2 separate regions of the Sus scrofa genome follow, and region 2 is linked to region 1. A link is a contact called in public Hi-C data. All regions are on one chromosome and are shown on one strand. The core of a region is the stretch at or near the end of the contact, and the rest is flanking DNA. Distances in the headings are between cores, read along the strand shown. Region 1 holds the start of KIF2A (kinesin family member 2A). Region 2 overlaps KIF2A (kinesin family member 2A).

Region 1 (5,908 bases), core at 1,341-3,840:
AACTGCATTCTCCATACTACCCCCTTCCCCGTGCAGTTTGAAAACACAGTATTAAGAGAAATGTACCCAAATATTAATACTTAAGGAAATATGCTGTCTCATCAGTCTCCTAATGACTTAGGAATTTAGTGGCCATTCGGTTTTAGCAATCAGTGAAGATTTACTGGGATTCATTTTGAGCAGGGTGTTGAAGGATAGGAACAAATCCATTTTAGTTACCTGTTTGCCCTTGGAATATATTATTTTTAATACATGAGCATCACAGATGGGAAAAGCATGCTCTGAAACAAGGACAAAGATCACCATTAGGAAGCCTTCAGAAAAACAAGTCACCAGTTAATAGCAGTCTAGAGTAGCTCTTCTTCACTCATGTGATTTCCATTGTCTCATAGCGATTTCCATCAGTGCTCATCCAAGACAAAGTTTATTTCTGTTAGGATGCCTACTAGCGCTTTTTTGTTTGTTTGTTTTTTAATCCAAAACAGATATGCTATAGAAATGGGAGGAACAAAACAGCTCCTTTAAAGTGAAAAAGGGAATGTTTAAGGGGAGTCTCCCAACATCAGTTTCTACTGTGAAATGCCACCATTCAATGCAAACGATCACTCCCTTCTTTTCAAGTTCTCTTATATTTTACTTTCAACTCTACCATGCATCTGAGAAGCATAAATATGTACAGGACTGTAAGTTAGGATGATACACACTGTAATGACTGCCATTATTTCTCAAGGGCAAACTTCTTTGAAATGTGATTTTAGGTTACTATCTCTTATGTAAGAACCAAAGCTCTTGATGTCTGGGTTTCTAGTACAGGCAGAAGGCAAAGGCGGAAAGAATATTAAAAGTCTCTATCCTAGAACTCCAAAAGAACCAAAGTTGTTTTCAATCCGATATGCTTAAATAAAAAGATGTTAGCCTAGAAAATACATAATTATCCAAATTTTATATTTTCATGATACCTTTCATGAAACCTTTTTCTGATAGATTCTACAATAATACCTACATTCACAGTTAAAGGCTTAGAATATAAAGAACTTACATTTTATTGCCCCCATTTTAAATATGTAAATCCTACTTTTCCTAGTATACAGTGAACATGCATTTACCTAAAAAAGAAATGACAGTAACAACACTGCTTAAGGACAATAATTTGAAGAAAATAATATAAAGAAACCCATCCCAAGTAAGAGACACCTCTTTTCCACTAGTGTTATTGGTAGCTTTTAAAGCTCTAAGTGATATAATTAGTCCTTTCCCACACAAGATAATGCTTCCAATTGTTAAAACAAACTACATCAAATATAACGAAGAGAGAAAGGAAAAAAACAAACAAACCACTAGCTATACAGGTTTTCCAATATATCACATGGAAAACATTAAAGTCAACCTAGCCTCACATGATTTGGTCAAACCTAACGGAAACCAACAAGGTGTGGATGTGATAGCGACATTACTACTGAGTAGGCTAAATGACCATCCCCCTCCATGCGTTTTCTCCTTTACAATATAAATTATTTCCAAGCCTGGCTGGCGCTGTATCACTCCACACCCCAAGCTAGTGACATTTTCCCCAAGAGAAATCCATAGAAAGATATAAAAGCCTAAGACTTAAAAAAATATTTTTTAATTAAGCTTGTGTCTTCACCTCGTCTTACACTTTTTCTCTCGGTTACCTCTCCAGAGGGTGTGAAAAGATCAACATCCGGTCGCCCACTCGCACCCTCTCAGTAGTGCCTCGCATTGACTAGGCTCATCCCCCTCCTTCCCTTTCAGTCTCATCACCTTTGAGAAGCTTATCGAATACTTCTTCCCATTGCTCCCCCACCCACATTCAAGGCTGAGCATCCCTCTTCCAAGGAAGGGTCTAGCGAAAAAGACAGGCATGCTCGAGAAATGAAAGCCGAAGAAACCTGACAACCAGACAGCTTAACCAACGGGGTTGGCCTTTCTTCCCCACCTCGGCCTTGGACCACAAGTCGGTTCCCTAAAAACCGAAGTCTCTGGTCTTCACGCTCTCCCCACCCCCCACCCCTCACCCCTCAGAAATGAGACCGGAAAATGAAGAGGCCGAGAGATCTGAGAGGCTGGGTCAACCCTAACGGAGCTCGCTGCCCCCGCCCACCGGGCTGGAGTCCCCGGGAGGATGGAGATCGCGGGAGAGCAAGGCCCCCGGCCCGGATCCTCCGGCGCGCCCGCTTTAAGTCCCCAGAGACGCGGCCCGCTACACCCTGGCCCTTCCCTGCCGGCCTCCCCCCCGACCCAGCCCTCCACAGGGCCCCTCCTCTCCCCTGCACCGCAGCGGCACCCGGGGCGGACCCCAAACTGGCCTCACTCGCACACACGCCACACACAAAAGCGCCGCGGCCGCCGCCTTCCCGCCCCCACAGCCCGGCGGAGCAATCAATGAGGCGGCCGGCGCCGGCTTCCCCTCCTTGCACACCCGAGTACCGGCCCGGCCAGCAGGGGCGGCGGCGAGGCTCACCATCGCTCCGCTTGATCTCCACGTAAATCCCGATCTGGATCTTGCCGAAGTTGGCCGTTGCCATCACCTCATCTGGAGCAGCGGCGGCGGGCCGAGGGAGGGGGACAGGAGGGCGGAAAAGGCGGGGAGGGGGCGGGGTAGGTGTGGGAGGGGGAGCGGTTGTCCGCGGCCGCGCCGGCCCGGGCGACAGCGTGAACGCGAGCCGGGGCCGCGAGGAGAAGCGGCGGGCTGGCAAGCGGAGGCCCTGGGCCTGCAGGCCGGCAAGAGGACGCGCACGCCGGGGTGTCGGGGTGAAGCGAGGGCCGGGGCCGTGAGGCAGCGCGGGGGAGAGTGGGAGGGCCCGCGCTGCCTGCCCGGGAGCCGACGCTAGGGAGGCGGGGCACTGCGCGCCTGCGCAGAGCGCGCCTCCCGCGTCTCTTCCTCCTCCGCCAGCCTTTCCCTGCTGCCTCGAGGCGGCCCCGCCCAGCTCCGCGGCGGGGCTGTAGGCCGGGCAGGCAAGGGGAGCGGAGCGCGCGCGGCAAGGCCTCCAAGCGAGGTTTGATTTCAGCGCGCCGCCCGGAAGAGACGGGCGGGAACCCGCCCAGGGGTGCTATCCCGACTCTCTGGCGTCCAAAAATTTCGCTGTTATTGGGATGGATTAAGGACCCTGTGATTCGTGGGCTTTCCGGCTGGAGCGCGTGGCTGAAGGATTTGAATTTAAGGGTCGGCCATTGACGTCTTGGGCTCAGTGATTCATCTGACAGTGTCACCTCTATTGCTATTTAGAGGTGATCTATCCAAATAACCTTCCCAAGGTTTCCAGTTGTGGAGGAAAAGAAATGCCTTTGAGGTGTCACCCACCCTAAATCGAAATGAAGATTCGCTTTACAAGACCTTGACTTATAGCTAATCGCCACTCAAAAAGAAACGCTGTGGTGGGGAGACCTTGACTATTCCGTTTATGATGCATCTGATGCTGGTGTCTTGTCTTTGCCCTGCCCCATAAAACCAATGACTGATTCAAGAACAGAGGGCAGACACATAAGGTTGACTGAGGAATGTGCCTTTTCTGCAGCTACTTGATTAGTCTGACTACACCAACATGTGGAGACGAGGATTCTTCATCCTGGCAAGCAGGAAGGCCATGTGGACCCAGACCACAGAAACTGTTTACAACACTGTGTAAAAACTTCCAAAAGTGTGACTTTTGCTTCAAGTATTGGGACTTGATATGGAGGAAACACACTTACCGTGCCCTACTTTCGCTAGTCATTGTTAATCTTTACATAAAAACTAAAAACATACAGTTTTATTTAAAAATTGGAAACTGGTTATTTGTGTGTGTTAATTGTGGATATGGATATATGCATGTGCCTAGAAGTTTCCAAAATAACATAGGTAATCAAGTCAAGTAGATCCTAAAAAAAATGGTTACAAGTTACATACTCTGGGGTTCCTGTCGTGGCGTGGCGCAGGGGAAACGAATCCGACTAGGAATCATGAGGTTTTGGGTTCCATCCCTGGCCTCACTCAGTGGGTTAAGGATCTGGCCTCGCCGTGAGCTGTGGTAAAGATTGCAGACGCCGCTCGGATCTGGCGTGGCTGTGGTGTGGCCGGTGCCTACAGCTCCGATTAGACCCCTAGCCTGGGAACCTCCATATGCCACTGGTGCGGCCCTAAAAGGACAGAAGACAAAAAAAAAAAAAAAAAAAAAAGAACTCATTCTTTTATGTCTCTGACAAGTATAAAGCATCTATTTGCTTTCAAATTCTTTAAAGAATGCAAATATATCATGCTATGTATACCTATTAAATTTAAAATTGCTTCATAAAATATAATGTTTTATCATGGTTGCTGACACATACCTTGCACCCTGTAGGTTATATAATTAAGTCTTAAACCTTTAATCCATATTCAAAGGTATTTAAAAAATATGCACATCATCCTGCTTCAAGAAAAAAAAAAAGTAAGACATGCTGCTTGTCAAATACAAGAACCTTTCCTTTATAGGTCATACCCAAAAGGTGTATGTTTTTTGGTATATCCTACCAGCATTTATATTTTCCAAAACTTGCATCTTGGGCTTTGTGTGCCAAAGGCCTCCTAAAAAGCAGCCATAAGTACATGCAATGGGGCTCTGTGTCCATCTACTTCCTGGATCAAGAGCTCTGACTCTGGCTCAGGTATTAGCAAGATATATAACCCTAACTAGGACAGTGACTGGCATATAGTAGGCACTCACACATTTGTTCAATGCATTAACTTGTTGAATGGCTCCAAATGTCTGTTGCCTCTCTGAGCAGCCTCGGAAAGTATCTTCCATTCTCTCAACTGCAGAAAGTTTTTGAGAGAGTCAAATGAAATAATAAAATGTGATAGTGTTTTGATATTTATAAAGTTAAAAAAAAGTAAACCATCCTATAAAAAATAACCTAGTATTCTAATCATTGGAATTTGGCTCTGGCCCTTATCACCTCACATTTGAGAAGACAGCAAGAGTATTACGGACCTGTCTGTATTCTTTCACCCACTTGAGTCTGTCCTACCTTAACTGACAGAATGATCTTACTTAAGGATAATTTCCATAAAGTCATATCTATTAATAGTGGCTGCTGTTGTCCTACCCTATCCAGAGTTGATAAATCATTTAAAAAAAAAACATGGTTATTGTAATCAAACCAAGCCAATCTAATAATGCCTAATTTTTTTCTTCTGCTTTGGTGTCATTAATACATAAACGTTAAGAGATTATTCCAAGGAAGAAGCTGTTAAGCCAGTGAGTGAGATTTGAAACAGAAGACAGCACTCACTCACCTTAACCAGTTACCTGCTCCTCTGGAGAAAAGCAGACCTGGTCCATTTCTAGCTCAAATTAAATGTACTTGTCTACATCTTCCTACTTGAAATTTTCCATTCAGTGTCTGCGTCTAAAGTTTGTGGATCTAGGATCAAAGGAAGAAAGTGGACAGAGTTGGCAGAAACTTTCTTTTACTTTATTGTCCACTTTCTGCCCTGGACTGTTTTGAAGACTTTTTTGGTTCTCAGTAATTCCCATTCCCATTCCCATTACATTTACTCAATTCTAATTCTAATTAAACTGTTGTAATTTCACTGTAATATATTTTAGTCCTTAAACAAATACATTAAAAACACTTGGAAGATATAAATCCCAATTTCACCCACTTAAAAATATCTGCTCTTCTCTTCTTGCCTGCAAACATGTTCAGGCATCTTTGTCTTGAAAAAAATTCTTCTCTTGATCCTTCTCTTCCTATTTAAATTCCGTTCTATTTTTTACTTTATCTCCCTGCCAAATTCTCAAACGACTGTTTTAAATACCCACTATCTTGATTCCCCATTCTTTTTCATTTCTTAACCCCTAAATCTGGATTCAACCCTCTACTGAATTTACTGATTTTTTTTTTTTTTTAATGGCTGCATTCATGG
Region 2 (5,791 bases), core at 2,198-4,697, 43 kb before region 1:
GATTATATTAAAATTCTATAGTTTTCTGTTTTGTCTCATATTCAAAAATCTTTAATTGTAAGACTAGAAATAAAATTTAACCCAGTTATCATACCTCTTTGCCTTTTGTATCTCCATTTTCTATCCATTCAACAGTTACACTTTCATTATCTTCATTTAAAGATGTTACCATTGCTTGATGTATTCGGCCTAAGGGGGAATAAAATATATACTTTTAAAATGCCATGAATTATGGCATTCCTAAATATTGTCAAAAACAAATTTATAATTTACAAACTTAAAAGACTATGACATTATTTTCCTTACAAGGGATTTCTACAGATTCTCAGGATTAGGGAATGAACTTTGTCTATGGGACCATGAATCAAATCTTGCAGCTTGTCAAGACCAAGAACTCAAGAAAGTGGATTAGACTGAAAGTTTTCAAAACACATGATAAATGGTTACAGTGGCATGGAATATCTGAAATTTTATACTGTTAAAAGAGTTCTAATTGTTAGAAAGTATTCTTACTATGGATCTTATCTGTTAGTGACTATAGATCTAAAATAATTATTTTACATTTTTATATAACATTCCATGTTTATCACAAGTTATTTAATGCCTTCTTTTTGGCTATGCCCACAGCATGCATAAGTTCCCAGTCCAGGGATAGAACCCAAGCAACAGCAGTGACAATGCTGAATACCTAAGCACCACCAGGGTACTCCTAATACCTACTGATAGGTGTATTTTTTTTTTTACACTATTACAAACTATTATTACACATTTGTTATCACGTACTTGTCATCACACAGATCAACAGATGCATACACACGAGTATAAGTACTCTGTACATTTGTATATATATTTTTAAAACTAATTTCATCTGTTTTCATCTTACTCACAGATATGATTATTAGTCAAGTAAAGAGAGAAACTGTGTTATATATCTGCTTATTCAACATTATCTAATAAGATGCTGAACATATGGAATTTTCTTATATATTTCCTAAATGACATCCTTGAGGCATCTATAATTTATCTTAGAATAATTCACAGTTCTTTAATTATCTTTAAAAAGCCCAGATATAGAGTATATAAAACAAAAAATGTTACTATAATAACAAGGTATACAGTATCATTAAAGAAAATATGAATACTAATAATTTTAAGTATTATTTATATATGGAATTACTAATATCTTTTCTATATGGGCTTATATAAAAATTTGAAACAAAGTCTTTGTTAAAAGTTCAAATACCAATGATTTAAGTATGTACTCTCAAGTGATATATTGGTGCTTTTTTTTTTCCCCCTGTCTTTTTGCCTTTTCTAGGGCTGCTTCCCACAGCATATGGAGGTTCCCAGGCTAGGGGTCGAATCGGAGCTGTAGCCACCAGCCTACACCACAGCCACAGCAATGCAGGATCTGAGCCACATCTGCAACCTACACCACAGCTCACGGCAACGCCTGATCCTTAACCCACTCAGCAAGGCCAGGGATCAAACCCACAACCTCATGGTTCCTAGTGGGATTCATTAACCACTGTGCCACGACCGGAACTCCTATTGGTGCTTTTTTTAACATCACTAAAATATATACTGGCAATCTTTCCGTGACAGCTTTATAGACTGACCTATTAATTTTAATAACTGCATAACATTCCATAAAAGGAATGCATCACAATTTATTCCTTCACTAAGAATAATTTAAATTGTTCCTGTTTGCCATTAAAAGATGTTGCACTGGGTGTCTGTGCAGACCAGGTCAAGGAAATTAAAATTTTGATAGACCTCTGAAAAATCGCTTTCCATTTATATTCCAAACAAATGCATCTATTCCTCATCAACACCAAGAGTAATCAATGGAATTTTTTTTTTAACCAATATTGTAGGCCAGGTGTTTCTTTAACCTATTACTTTCTAAGTACATACATGTCAGAGACTGGCTCATTTAACATAACAAACATAGCTATGCAATAACTATGGAGTAGACACCTCCCTTCTTCTTCTTCTTCTTTTTTTTTTTGATTTTTAGGACCGCACCCACAGCATATGGAGGTTCCCGGGCTAGGGGTCTATCTACAACTGCCAGCCTACACCACAGCCACGGCCACGCAGGATCCAAGCCGTGTCTTCTACACCATGGCTCATGGCAATGCCAGATCCTTAACCAACTTAGCGAGGCCAGGGATGGAACCCATAACCTCATAGTTACTAGTCGGATACATTTCTGCTGCACCACAACAGGAACTTCTACCTCCTTTGTTAAAATGAAAAAACTGAAGTTCATGGTTTCATAGCTAACAACTAGCATGGATGTGAACCTCAGTCTGATGTAAAAAGCACTTGCTTTTATCACTATGCTTCTCTACACTCCTAAATTAAGCTAATGAGGAAGAAAGCCCATGTGGCTTAAATTCCAAATAGCTCTGTAACAATTTATAATGTGTAGTACAGATTTTCAACCCTCATTGTACACCAGAAACTCCCAGTGGTTTTTACAAAATAAAATGATGACGCTGAGTTTTATCCCCAGATAATATGTCATGTCTTAACAATTCCACTGATGCTTTGGTCATGGATTATTGCATTTCCCAACTACTTTCTGCTTCTACCCTATCTGACCTATTGCCTATTCTCCACAGAAAAGCCTAAACGTTCCTAGTGAAAACTAAATGAGATTACTCCTTTACTCTAAAACTTCCAGTGGCTCCCTATCTTGCACAGAGTAAAAATCAGTCTTTTTAATGACCTTTAACAAAGCCCTACATGATCTGCCCCCTCAATACCACTCTGATACCATTCATCCCTGACAATGGCAATTCTCCATTTTCTCGACTAATTTCTATCACACTCAATACTCCACCCCCCCAAAAAAAAGTTCTAAATGGGTCAAAGACCGAATGTGAAACACAAATGTAAAAGCAACTGAGTAAACAGTGGTGTCATTTACTCAGGTAAATGGACATCAGAGGAGAGGCAAGTGTTGGGGATGGAGGGAAACAATAAGCTGGAAAATACTGGGAGAATTTAAGGGAGAGGCTTAAAAAAAGGAAATTAGATAATGCTCGCTGAAATTTGATTTGTACTAGTTATTAGGTAAATAACTAGTACAAATAGTACATGTCAGTTGGGTCCTCTGGGAAGCAGAGGTTGAGACAGTTATGAGGACAAGAGGCTTACTGTGAAAAGATAAAAGGAGGAGGAAACAGGACTGTGGTGGAAAATTTTCAGACCATGATGCAGATTACGAAGGAAAGGGGATATAAGGCAGAGAAAATCTCAGACCTTGATGCAGATCTGACAGTCTTGGCCAACCCATCAAGGAGCTCCAGAGAAAAGACTGACCATTAGAGGAGTCTTGCTGGGCCAAACAGAAATACTCCACCAGAACTCACACCATGCTCAGTCACTGGCAGGATGTTGCCCTGGAAATTCAAGGCCTCAGCTCAAAAGCTAAGGAGCCTTGAAGATATTAACAGCTGAGGCCGTCAGCTAAATATACTTCTTGAAGCCGAAGCTTTTTTTCAAAGGGAAATCTAAGCCATGTCTTTATGACTGCCACAGGATATGAGTTCAACTGGTAATGCAGGTGAAGAGTGAACCTCAAAGAGACATGAGTTGCCCTGCTGTCCACCACCACAGTCTAAGAGGCTGCTACCATTGTTTGTATCAAGCCCCTAATTTATTATCTCCGTAACATGAGTAGTGAGGCTAGGACCCAGCAGACATCTTTCCTACCCCCCCCACCAAGGGCAGCCTCACAACTGTAATAATACCCACTAGCGGAGATAAGAAAATTATTGCTACAAAGGTTTTGGGAAAGGTGAAGTGGCTTAATATAGTACATTGATATGAATTCACCAATAGGAAATGATCCCAAAGAAGATGTATTTGAACACCAGCCTACACCATAAGAAAATATAACTTTCCAGGAGGAGAGGGACAGGCTGTAGTTAATGCTGTTGAAGAGTTTAGAGGTCTCCATGTAATTCCCAAAATAACTACCACAATAATGAAAATAGGGAAAAGCATGTGCAGGTTCCAAAAGGCAGGACCAATACTACCAATCCTACTATTGAGCATCTACCACAATATTCCAACATTCCTAAGGTGGGAGAAGTGGCTTAATGTATTGATAACTAGATGTGTGAAAAGAGGCAGACCAGTGGGACAAAATCTGCATTATATATCATGATTTCACAGGGACTTTAATCTTCAAAAACAGCCTAGACTGATGAGCAAGGAAGATAAAGAAAATCAAGGAGATAATATCAGCAGTCTTTTCAAAGCTGGTACCTTCAAAACTTCCATTACCAATGTAAACACTCAGAAAGCCTTCAGCTACAAGTTGGCAGAGTCAAAAGCAGCTGATTCACCAGTTAAGACTAAGCTCTTGAGACTTAGTAGGGCAAGACTGAGAAAATGCTGGCTTATCTCTAGTATAGTTCAGTTTACTCATCCAACAAGAAATTAAAGTGAAATTCCAGCAATAAGAAATAAAAAGACTGGAAATGAATGAACAAATAAAATCTTAAGTGTTTGCTTTTTTGCCAGTGAATCAGATAACTAGAAATATCTGAAGTTATCTATGCAACATGGGGGGGGGGATTATTACTTTTACCAAAAGATGTTGCAAAAAAATTTTCTAAGACCGAATCTTTCCCATATGCCTTTAAAGATTTTTGTTTGGAGTTCCCTGGTGGCCTAGTGGCTAAGGACTGGCCAACTTTTGTATGCCTTGGGTGCAATAAAAAAAAGTTTTTGTTTTATAATATGGTTCAGTTGAGATAATCAAATACTTTATTTTTAATTACTGTAAAAAATTACAGTTTTATTTTTTCAAAAGTCAAATGGTAATCACTTGTTAAACAAAGGTGTTAATAAAATAAAAAGAGGGACAGTCACATGAGGTTTTTCAAAGGAAAAAAATGATCATTTAGTGATAAATATGGATATCATAGGAAAATTTTGAGCCAGGATGACTGGTAAAATGATGCTACTAGATAATTTATACTAAGTCTGATTTTTGTTTTTTGTTTGTTTGACTGTTTAAGAAGTTCCCAGGCTAGGGGTTGAATCAGAACTTCAGCTGCTGGCCTATACCACAGCCAAAGTGATGCCAGATCTGAGCTGCATCGGTGACCTATGCAGCTTGTGGCAACGTTAGATCCTTTAACCCACTAAGCGAGGCCAAGGATGGAACCCACATCTTCATACTAGCTGGACACTTAACCCCTGGAGCAACAACAGGAAATCCCTAAGTCTCAGTTGTTAATAGCAATCATGCACTGTTGTTAGTAAGATAACTACAGATACAGAATTACAGCTCAGAGATTAAATCAGGATTAGAAATATCTTTCCCCAGAATCTGTGACAATATTCCCATGTGGCCCTCCAAATACCATCCCAATTCTCTGTTGAAAAAAATTCCTGTACCCTATCCTAACTCATTGTTCTCTGATTCTCCCATCAACTTTATTGTGAATTATAGCATATATACATCCATATTTTAAAAAATAATAGAGCAAACAAGTGTGTATCCACCATGAGCCAGGTTAAAAAACAATACTTTTGAAACCCCGTTATGCCTCTCTCCTTAAGTGAACCTCCCTCTCCCTCTTTTTCCTCTCTACCAGAAGTAACCAATACCCTGATATTTGAGGTTTATATTGTGTGCTGTTTCTTTATAGTTTTATCAGTTATAAATGTAACATACACAAAAATCTAAAGTTTACCTATTTTTAAATGTATATAAATAGACATTTTTAAGACTTTGTTGTTTTATGCAACACTATTCTTCTGA

The links. Hi-C and Micro-C count contacts between places; a contact is called where the count stands out from the background.
Region 2: a contact with region 1 is called in a Hi-C map of skeletal muscle, with 1.8 times the contacts expected there. The contact joins the enhancer-like site here to the promoter of KIF2A in region 1. A contact is called at or near these places in 1 of 5 promoter capture datasets (fetal skeletal muscle), 5 of 47 Hi-C or Micro-C datasets (embryonic fibroblasts, fetal heart ventricle, fetal skeletal muscle and 1 more) and 1 of 2 datasets of contacts at active chromatin or transcription factors (skeletal muscle).

What each region holds. Positions count from the first base shown.
Region 1 is chr16:41,013,665-41,019,572 of Sscrofa11.1, reverse strand. KIF2A (kinesin family member 2A) reads right to left here and starts at 2,590. Exons shown (of 20, transcript NM_001244211.1): 1 at 2,483-2,590. The coding sequence starts at 2,546.
Region 2 is chr16:41,058,062-41,063,852 of Sscrofa11.1, reverse strand. KIF2A (kinesin family member 2A) reads right to left here. Exons shown (of 20, transcript NM_001244211.1): 2 at 95-189. Among named protein-coding and RNA genes, the nearest start is that of KIF2A, 44 kb to the right of the region's middle. Within about 2 kb of position 3,447, at least 3 of the 83 cell types and tissues checked have an H3K27ac peak or open chromatin away from gene starts, as enhancers often do. A contact at or near this core is called in fetal skeletal muscle and skeletal muscle, where this site is marked.